Linked DNA regions of Mus musculus: regions 2 and 3 are each linked to region 1. A link is a contact called in public HiChIP or PLAC-seq data. All regions are on one chromosome and are shown on one strand. The core of a region is the stretch at or near the end of the contact, and the rest is flanking DNA. Distances in the headings are between cores, read along the strand shown.

Evidence for each region. HiChIP or PLAC-seq counts read pairs in DNA pulled down with a chosen protein or histone mark.
Region 2: a FOXA1 HiChIP or PLAC-seq map of pancreatic cancer cells shows a contact between it and region 1. The contact joins two enhancer-like sites. A contact is called at or near these places in 8 of 115 datasets of contacts at active chromatin or transcription factors (CD8 T cells, T-cell acute lymphoblastic leukemia, bone marrow-derived dendritic cells and 4 more) and 1 of 9 other capture datasets (liver).
Region 3: a contact with region 1 is called in a FOXA1 HiChIP or PLAC-seq map of pancreatic cancer cells. The contact joins two enhancer-like sites. A contact is called at or near these places in 1 of 484 Hi-C or Micro-C datasets (pancreatic cancer cells), 2 of 115 datasets of contacts at active chromatin or transcription factors (CD8 T cells and pancreatic cancer cells) and 1 of 9 other capture datasets (liver).

What each region holds. Positions count from the first base shown.
Region 1 is chr2:102,763,608-102,766,627 of GRCm38.p6, reverse strand. All of the region lies in intron 8 of Slc1a2 (solute carrier family 1 (glial high affinity glutamate transporter), member 2), which reads right to left. Among named protein-coding and RNA genes, the nearest start is that of Gm13872, 18 kb to the right of the region's middle. Within about 2 kb of position 1,512, at least 45 of the 459 cell types and tissues checked have an H3K27ac peak or open chromatin away from gene starts, as enhancers often do. A contact at or near this core is called in pancreatic cancer cells, where this site is marked.
Region 2 is chr2:102,996,629-102,999,648 of GRCm38.p6, reverse strand. No RefSeq gene overlaps it. Among named protein-coding and RNA genes, the nearest start is that of Gm34483, 57 kb to the right of the region's middle. Within about 2 kb of position 1,593, at least 66 of the 459 cell types and tissues checked have an H3K27ac peak or open chromatin away from gene starts, as enhancers often do. A contact at or near this core is called in pancreatic cancer cells, where this site is marked.
Region 3 is chr2:102,943,958-102,946,977 of GRCm38.p6, reverse strand. It overlaps Gm34483 (a long non-coding RNA gene), which reads right to left. Exons shown (of 6, transcript XR_866583.2): 2 at 6-128. Among named protein-coding and RNA genes, the nearest start is that of Gm34483, 4.4 kb to the right of the region's middle. Within about 2 kb of position 1,472, at least 53 of the 459 cell types and tissues checked have an H3K27ac peak or open chromatin away from gene starts, as enhancers often do. A contact at or near this core is called in pancreatic cancer cells, where this site is marked.

The DNA of each region.
Region 1 (3,020 bases), core at 263-2,762:
ATGAAGAAATAAATCAACCTCACCCCTCCTATGGGAACACAACTGCATTCAATTCTGGTTATGCCTCCATGAGTCTGTGGGTACCACACAGTTCTTCAGACTATGTGGCCGGAGTCTGAGTAGGTCATTGCCAATGCTTAGCATGGGAACTTGGAATAGAAAATATCCAGAACCAACTCACCAGGGGAGGCAAACAACATATTCCAAGATACATTCGGTTTCACTTGCCTGGCCATTTCTCCCAAGGCTGGAAAATGCATTATTCAGAAAGAGGGTGCCATAAAATGGTAATGGAATAAAGAAAAATTTCTCAACTTTTCTTTTCATCAACTTTTCAAGCAATATTAGGAGCATACCTGGGACCATTTTGAACTCTTTCCCCAGAGTTTAAAGTTTAATCTTGGGTTCAGGTGTCCTGTCTACATACCAAAGGGTTTCTGAGGATCACCAACTGGCAGTGACTTTTCTCATCTTCGTAGGTTATTTTACAGAAGCAATCATTTCTTCTTTTTATTTGTTAACTGTTTGTGAGTATGTATGTTGGGGTGCACATGAACATATGAGTATATATGCTGTAGAGGTCAGAGGACAATCTCTGATGCTACCTTTAGATACAATCCACCCTCTTTGAGGCAGAATTTCTCATTGGGTTAGAGCTCACCAGCTGGCAGCTGTCTGCTAGGCATCTGCCTGTTTCTTCACTCTCCATGTTAGCACTAAACACACTTGTTTCCATACCTAGTATTTTTATGTGGGTTTTGGAATCTAGCTTGTGATTGACAAGTAAGCCATATCCTGATATCCAGAGCTGTCGCTTCTGAATAGAACAGTCTTCTGAAAATAGGTCTCTCATGTGACTTTGTATGTGCTGAAACAATGAGGGTTGCCTGCTTTGTAGTTAAAACATTAAAATATTTCTAGAGCAAGCACTCCAGGCTCATGGGAGGGTTTGGCCAAGTCAGGCCATCAGTGTGGCCCAGCCTAGAATCCCAAGACTTGTAACTGAGAACAATTTGGAGGTCCCTGGAGCTCCAAGGGACTGGGATGTTTGGTGTATTTTGCTACCCCTTTCGGGTTTATTGCATGTCTACATACATACAATACAGAACATGTCTGTGCCCTTTCCTGTCACACCAGTGATCATGTCTGTGCCTGTCACACCAGTATGGAGCTGGTATATTTCATAGAACTCCATATGAGACAGCAGATACAGTGTGTAGCAGCTTTTTGAACTTAAACAATCTAAATTCAAATCCTAGCTCTACCACTTGTCAACAACATACAAAATTTGGGCAACTGTATCCTGACTTCCTCACCGGTTGAAAGGATAAATGAGGGTTTCTCTTTCATGTAGTGGCCGGCGGCATTTAGGAACCAATAAGTACATGGGCACTTAAGAGAGGTAGGGCACATTACAACCCTCAAGCCAAGTAATCTATCATTCTTATCGGGCACTTGAGGACAAGGTGAGACAGCTGTGGGAGTGAAACTTCCCTAAAGTCCCAGACAGCAAAGACTCTTCAGCCCGTCCCCAGTATTGACAGGACAGAAAGGAAGTGGGGATTCCCAGGTTCCAGTCATCCTTAGCCTTGGCTGTTTTGTTTACAATCTGGGTTGCTCTGGTCATGAGTCACTCTTACAAGCACTGTGAAAAATCTTGTTAGGAGTCAAATATTAGTAACCCCCCCCCCCTTATGGACAGTATTATCTAGAAAATTCTCAGCCTTCTCCTGGTCCCTTGACCCATTCTGCTTTGTCTGGGAGTCCACTCCCCTGGCTGGCTTCTCTCGAGGCTGGTTGCTGGAGGTTGTGCCAAGCTCTGTGTACACAACATCAAAGCAGAACCTCACAGTAACCACGCAAGGCACATAAACAGCTTCTTTCACCATGAGACAACCAGCGATTCCATGGATCAGGTAACTTAGGGTCACACAAATTCAATGTGGTCTTCTGGGATTTGAACACCCCTCTGTTTGCTTCTGCTACATGCTGGCTCTTGATGACCCTGGAAGCTCTATAACTTAATAAATATACAGAAAGTTCTTGGTCATTGTACTCCTACATGAGGGAGAAGAGAGAATTAGGATTCACACAATAGCACAGCATAAAGCTAGACTTGGCTATTTTTCCCCAAATACATTGCAGGCAGAGAACTGTGCATATGCCATGCAGGTGCCTATGTAAGCCAAACTTTCATATTTCTAAAAATTAAGGAGATTTTGGCTAAGTTTATTCAGAAGCAAAGACTTAAACATATGTAGTCAACCTTATCCTTTGCTCATGAAATTTCACAACAGTAGCATTGTTAATATGAAATAAATTACAAGTAAATGGAATTCTGTAATATCAGTGAAATACCGGTCTTGCAGTCACTGCTCTGATTCTAATCCCATTGTGCACTGGAGGGTAAGCCTGATTGCTGTCAGGGCCAAGAATGAAAGGACATAAAGCTATCATTACTTTGCCAACAGCTTCATTAAGTCAAGAGTTTTGATGAGTGGGAAGTTGGAAGTCTCATGTGATATGTGTTTGGACAAGATTCATGCTTCATACTGGAATCTGAAGCAAGTTTTCCATCCTGAGTAACTTGTGGCACTCCCTGTGTCACAGCTGCTTTCTCATTTCGTATTACAGGACCACGGTTATATTTTACTGAACGTCACTGGGTAGGAACAATTCCAATAGCTCCCATCTACTGATATGTGATATGTGTCATGTATGATGCTCCTAACCACCCCAATTCTGTGATTGCTGTTGCCATGGTACACATGAGGAGATGGAGGTTCTACTCTAGCATATACAATACGAGGTGTTTGTGAAGGTCAGATCAATCAACATACAAAGGCAGCCCAATCGCATTATACCAGAGGCAGTGTGGCCCACATTTAGGTAGCCTGGGTTTGAATCCTACTGCACCACTAATAGACATGATCTTGGGCAAGCTTTTTCTTCCTTTATGGTTTTATTTTTTTATCACCAGCTAAGATAGACAGAACACAGTACCCATTTTTCTAAAGACA
Region 2 (3,020 bases), core at 344-2,843, 230 kb before region 1:
ATTTTAAAGATTTTTATCAACTAGTTACACTTTTTACATCACTGAGCCTAGAGGGGGCTGGGAAATAAATGGTGTTTTCTTCCAGTTCATCTGTCTGCCCCTTTCCTTCGAACTAGGATGTGGCTTTAAGCATTAATCACCTCAGAAAGCATACAGAGATGTAGGTGAGTTAAAGAATCTGGGGTTTTCCCTTGATGTTTTAGACAGAGGGGAAGCCACTGCTATAAAAAGTCGTGTAAAAAGCACCTCCATGAAGAATGTGGGGCGAGTCTAATGTCAAGACCATTTTAGTGTTAGGTAAGTCCACTGAGGGAATTCCCTCCCTTAAAAAAATAAAATGAAACAAATTACTAGAAACCACTGCTCTTGCTGTTTCTTCCAGCCGCTGGTCTCTGGGGTGTTATGAGGAAGGTGAAGTTGTAGGCGGATCCAGGAGACTGCTACCCCCGTGTCAGATGGTGGTGAGAATGCACTACTTGGTACTTGGTGCCTTTATAAAGAGGGACATCAAAAGGCTGTGACTGATATGGGCCAAGGCACTTGAATGCAAGGTGACAAAATAAAAACTGGGGAAGTACACTGCTATCTCAGGAATGAAAGGTGGTGTCTCAGATTTCTCAGAGTGGGAAGGACCCAGCTTTGAAATTATCTGCTATAGACATGAAGCAACCCAACTCTTCAGGTTATTCTAGGGTATGACCTGTGACTCCAGCCCAAGGGAGAGAGCTGGTGTAATCTCTTGATCGCCCCAATTCAAGGTACCTGTTTGATGAAAGAAATCACCCAGGCTTATGACCTGGGCTAGAACTAATTATTAAATTTCTGGTCCTGAAGTCCCTGTTGGCTTCTATGGTTTCTTGAGGTCCATTGAATGGAAATCTTGGCAACAGAAGCCTGAAACAAAGTCCAAGCTCCCCCTCAGACTGTCCTAAGGGTAGCTTTTGATCATGAGTTACATCGATTCTTCCCCAGAGTCAGCATTAACCATCTGGTTGGTGCAAGCAACACAGCGTTATCCACATAAGGGAAGCTAGCTTACCCTCGGCTGTCGCCTGGTTGAGATCTGTGGCTTCTTTTATTGTCTTTGCTGTTAAACATAGTTTCCCTTTATTTTCCTCTTGCCATGGAAACCATGATAAATAAAAGAGAAGCGTGATTTAAAAAGGTCTCTAGCTGCAGATGCATGTGGCTTGTGAGATCAGTCAGTAAACATGTGCCTGCTTTGGTGCCAGAGATGAGCTATAAATCCTGGGGATTAAAAGTGGGGGAAGGGAAAGAAAACTTGAAAGCATTGGTCAAGGAAAATAGGGGCTTCGTGTCAATGTGTTCAGGTTTCAGTTTCTAATATTTGGTGGTGTTTGTTCATAAGGGTTTGTGGTGTGTATGATGTGTAAGTTTTTTTTGTTTGTTTGTTTTGTTTTGTTTTTCTGGAAAACTGAGTTAAATCCAATGGAAGTTTGTGTTGTTGTTTGATCGGTTGGGTTTTTGGCTCTCCTTCATCTAACTTCTTTAGGGAGATTGTTTACAATTATGCTGGCATGGTGTCACACAGACTCATTCCAATGGAATCCAGCTAGGTGGTCCTAATGCTCTTGTCCCAGCTGTGGACATGTGTTTTGATTTAAACAGTGTTTGGCTGGACCATGGTCTGCTTCATCCTATGGAAGATGTAATTTTCAGCAGAAGACTTGGGCTAGCATCATGCCACCTACAAAGTTACTCCTTTTAAACAGAAGATTTCCCACTTAATCTCCAGATATAAATCTGAAGATCCCACAAGTAGTTTATCCAATGTGGTTCTCAACCCTAGGTTTATAAACCTGCCTTGGTAAAACAGTAGGTATTCCCTACCACCGCTCACCCCATACCTCATCAGTCCCAGAGATCTAGAAAGCCTTGGATGAATGAGACTCTGTGTGTGTGTGTGTGTGTGTGTGCAAATATCTGTAAATGCCATATATGATATTTAAAGTGTAACTATTGTTGAGAGCTCCTGAATTTAAAAAGTATGCTCTCTCAAAAGCAATATGCTTTAATGATGAATAAAAAATGAGGCTAGGAAGGAGAGAAGATACAGAAATAAGGATAGTTAAATAGTGCCTGTGTTCCTAGAGGCTCCTCTCCATGCTTATGCTAGCCCTTTCCTTACCTGATGGCTTCACTAGATTTTCCATAAACGTGAGTGCTTTAAAACTGTACAGCTCTGGGGCTAAGAGATACCTCATTTGATGAGTGTCTTCCTTGTAAAAATGAAAACTTGATCCCTCGAGCCAACATAAGTAAGCTGGACATGGTGGTGTGTGCTTGTAATCTTGGCATTAGAGAGGCAGTGACAGGCAGATCCCAGTCTAGCACAATGAATGGGATCCAGACCAATAAGAGATTCAGTCTCAAAAGTAAGATGGACAACCCCTTAGTAACCACAGTCCAAATTGACCTCTAGCCTCTACTGGTGAATACACAATGACTAAACCTATGAACGCACATCACATACGCACACCACACATACCACACACAGACGTACCAACAACCAACCACCACCACCACCACACACACCACCAATCACCATCATCAATACCAACAATAACAACAACCACCACCACCAACAAAAACAACCACCAGTCACCACCACCACCACCACCACCAACAACAACAACAACAAAAACAACCATCACTAACAGCCACCACCACCAACAAAAATAAAAAGAACCATCACTTACAGCTACCACCACTACTACCTTAACAACAACCACCAATAACAACAAAACACTATAAAATCCCATCCATTTGGAAATCAGAGGCATGGAGAAAAGTCACCTACAGGTTTAATTAATTAATGATGATGATGATGATAAATTACAGACCAGACAGCCATTTTACTAGGCTAATGTTTTCATGAATTTCCATGTAAGTGAACTGGTTCTTGGCTGGCTCAACTTTAGTTGGACTGGGTAGGATTTTCTGAGGAGTGTTCAGCTTATACAACAGATACACATATGCTGCTTATGACCACTCCCCAT
Region 3 (3,020 bases), core at 223-2,722, 180 kb before region 1:
CATACCTGTAGCCATATGTCAATGCCATTCTTGCCAAGAACAGATCCTGGAAGCAAAGGATACTGGCAGATACCAATATATGCTCATCGATCATCCAAATCTATTCTTCTCTTCAATACTCTGAAAGTCTAAGGGAGTACAAGGGAGACCTAGTAAATTGTAGAATACAAAAGTTGCACACTTTTGCATGTGAATCTACTGATTACCACAGAGAGCTTGTATAAAACATTTTCATTTAGACCTGTAGTGGAAGCTGTAGACTAAGAGCAAGGAATATCTTATTTCATCAGAGTCACAGCTGCCTGCAGAAAACCTCCAATGGCTGAATAAGTAGAGTTGCTATAAGTGGTGAAAGTCTGGCTTCTCTCTAGAACATATTTTCTAAGGGCAGAGGGTAGCTACTGATAAAACCTAAGGTGATTTCAGGTTGCATGTGGGCACCATTCATTAGCCCTGAATCACTATCTCCTTGACAGTCTTGATCACATCCAAACATTTTAGTGGCATCTTGATACTTTCTAGTTCTTCTTGGAACAGTTGAAGATTCAAGATATAGCATCAGGACCACCCCTATCTTTTCTTAGCAAACCAAATGTTCCTCAAGAGAACTTAAGGCACTTGTCTACTTGAAACTTTGCAATGGCTCCTGTTTAACACCGAAGAAAAGCTCAGCTTGCTCAGAGGCCCCTTGCGTTGATGTGCTGCACTCCAGCTTCATCTCTCACTTCCACTGCCTGTCTCTCATTTCCTTTTTCAGCCACGGTGGCCCTTGTAGAATTTTCTTTCCCTGGGTTCCAGCACAACAACTCCTGCTATCTGTCAGATGTTGACCCTGACGGCACCCTGTCAGTGAGCCCCTGTCTGTCCTCTATAGAATTACCAATCCCCTTCCTGCTCTGTGTATGTGTGAGGTACAATATAGTTTACTTATTTGTAAACCTGTTGTACTATTTTAAAAGCAAATATGTATTATTTTATGATGAGCTCAGAAACTTTTGCCTATTTTGTCCACTGTGGAACCCAACACATAAAAGAGGGCTTAGCAGGCAATGAATACTTACATCGTATTTAGTAATTAAATGCATGAAGCTCCAGTTTCACAAGAGCCCCTTCAAGTTGTTATTAGTGAGGCTTCCTTTCCTCTGGCTTCCTTTAACTTTCTTTTTTTTGTAACAAAGCAAACACCGAACAAAATACTGGCTAAATGCAGTGGCACCCTCTTTTCTCTACTTACGGAAATGTGAATATAAACATGTTTATTTTCTCCTTCTAGATGGAGCATGGAGTGTGAACACAGCAGAATCTGGGCTGGGGTTCTTGACCTGGCTGGGCAATTCCCGTTCCCATTCAGCTCCTCCACCTCCTGAAGCCTCCAGACTCACATTCCTGCCTAGTGAGTTCCAGTTGACTCCTCAGCAAAGTGGGTGATCTTAGGTCGGTCTAGGAACAACCTACAGGCCCTCCCCTGCCCACCCCAAAGCCCTGCTCACTGACTACATCACCCCAGAAACACATGTACTGGGCCACCTCCCAGGGCCAGCCTACAGACTCAATTAGTTCAGAGCAAATCACAAGCACAGATCTAGAACTCTGGAATGGAAAGTGGTATGAGGAGGCCTAGCCCAGTCCTCTGGAAGATTCTCAGTAGGGTTTCTTCCTGTCTTCAGGGAAGGAACATTCTTAAGAGACCTCTGCTGAGCGTGGGTGGAGGCTGACAGGGAGTGAGGCTGGAAGCCAGCACCCTAATCCTTGGCATTACCCTTCCTCCCACACCCCAAAGAAGCCACAAGAAGAGTTGGAAGGAGGGCACTGCCTTTGAAATTCAACCCCAGGCTGGCCAACACCTACTCTGGGGTCCTCTGTGCTTCTTTCAGGAAGGTATTGTTGCTAGAGGCACTGAGGATGTGTGTTTATGTTATAAAGAAAATACCTGGTTCAGGGTTTATTTTGTTGTTGGTTGCTACACACACACACACACACACACACACACACACACACACACACACACACACGTGCTCAGAAAATCCGGGTGGGTGATTCTGATTTATTTGAATATAAGACCCTGTGAGCTTAGACTTCTGATTGCCTCAGGCAAAGGCAAATGAGAGGAGACCAGAACAAAGAAAGTGCCAAGACCTGGATCCCTCCTGTCAGCTCACCTGCCTTCAGTGGAACAAACGCACAGCACACAGGAGCATAGACCAGGAAGTTTAAGAAGCAGCCACCGTGCCGCCTAACTGCTAACTCCAAAAAATCAACTGGCCCTTTTCACAAGTCAGTGCCCAGATGAGACCATGGCCTGACAAGCCTTTGGGAGTATTCAGTAATTCCTCAGTATTCCTAAACACAGCCAAAGCTTTCATCTCTACAGAGTCTGTCAAGTCCTATCTCACTCTCCTTCCCACATGTGGCTCTCATATATCCCCACGTAAAGAAGGCTTGCTTTTTTCTGTGTTCCAAATGAGAAGATAAAACCTGAGGGAGATGAAGTAACAAAAAAGAATGCCAAAAAAGTAGCCGAAAGGCATTTCAAATCTAGGTCTCATGGCTGCAATATAGGGTTTTTCTCCATCCCTAGTAGACAAGTTCCTTAAAAATGAGCTGTTCACGAGTCTGGGGCATGAAACCACAGAGCCTACAGATGAGGTTGCAAACTGTAGCTCAAAGCCATCAGGGAAAGAGCCAAGAAGAAGAGGAACCACACTGCAGGAGGACCTTGCTGTGTCTCACGCTTGCCGAATATTTACATGTGTTCCCTATTTAGTCTCCATAGCAACTGGCAGAGATGCAAACATTCCTCATCAGTATGTGTAAGAGGATGAGAGGAGGGGCCTCCAAGATCCTCTTTCTCCCAGCGGACAGGGCTATTTCTATCTGCAGGCTCCATGACTCCTCCCGGCAGCTATGTTGGCATGAAGGTTTCAAATAGTGAATGCACCACATAGGTATTTGAACTGCACATAACGGAAAGGCCTCATCTCCTGCTGCCATGTCCAAATAATTATTCATAGAATCAGGAA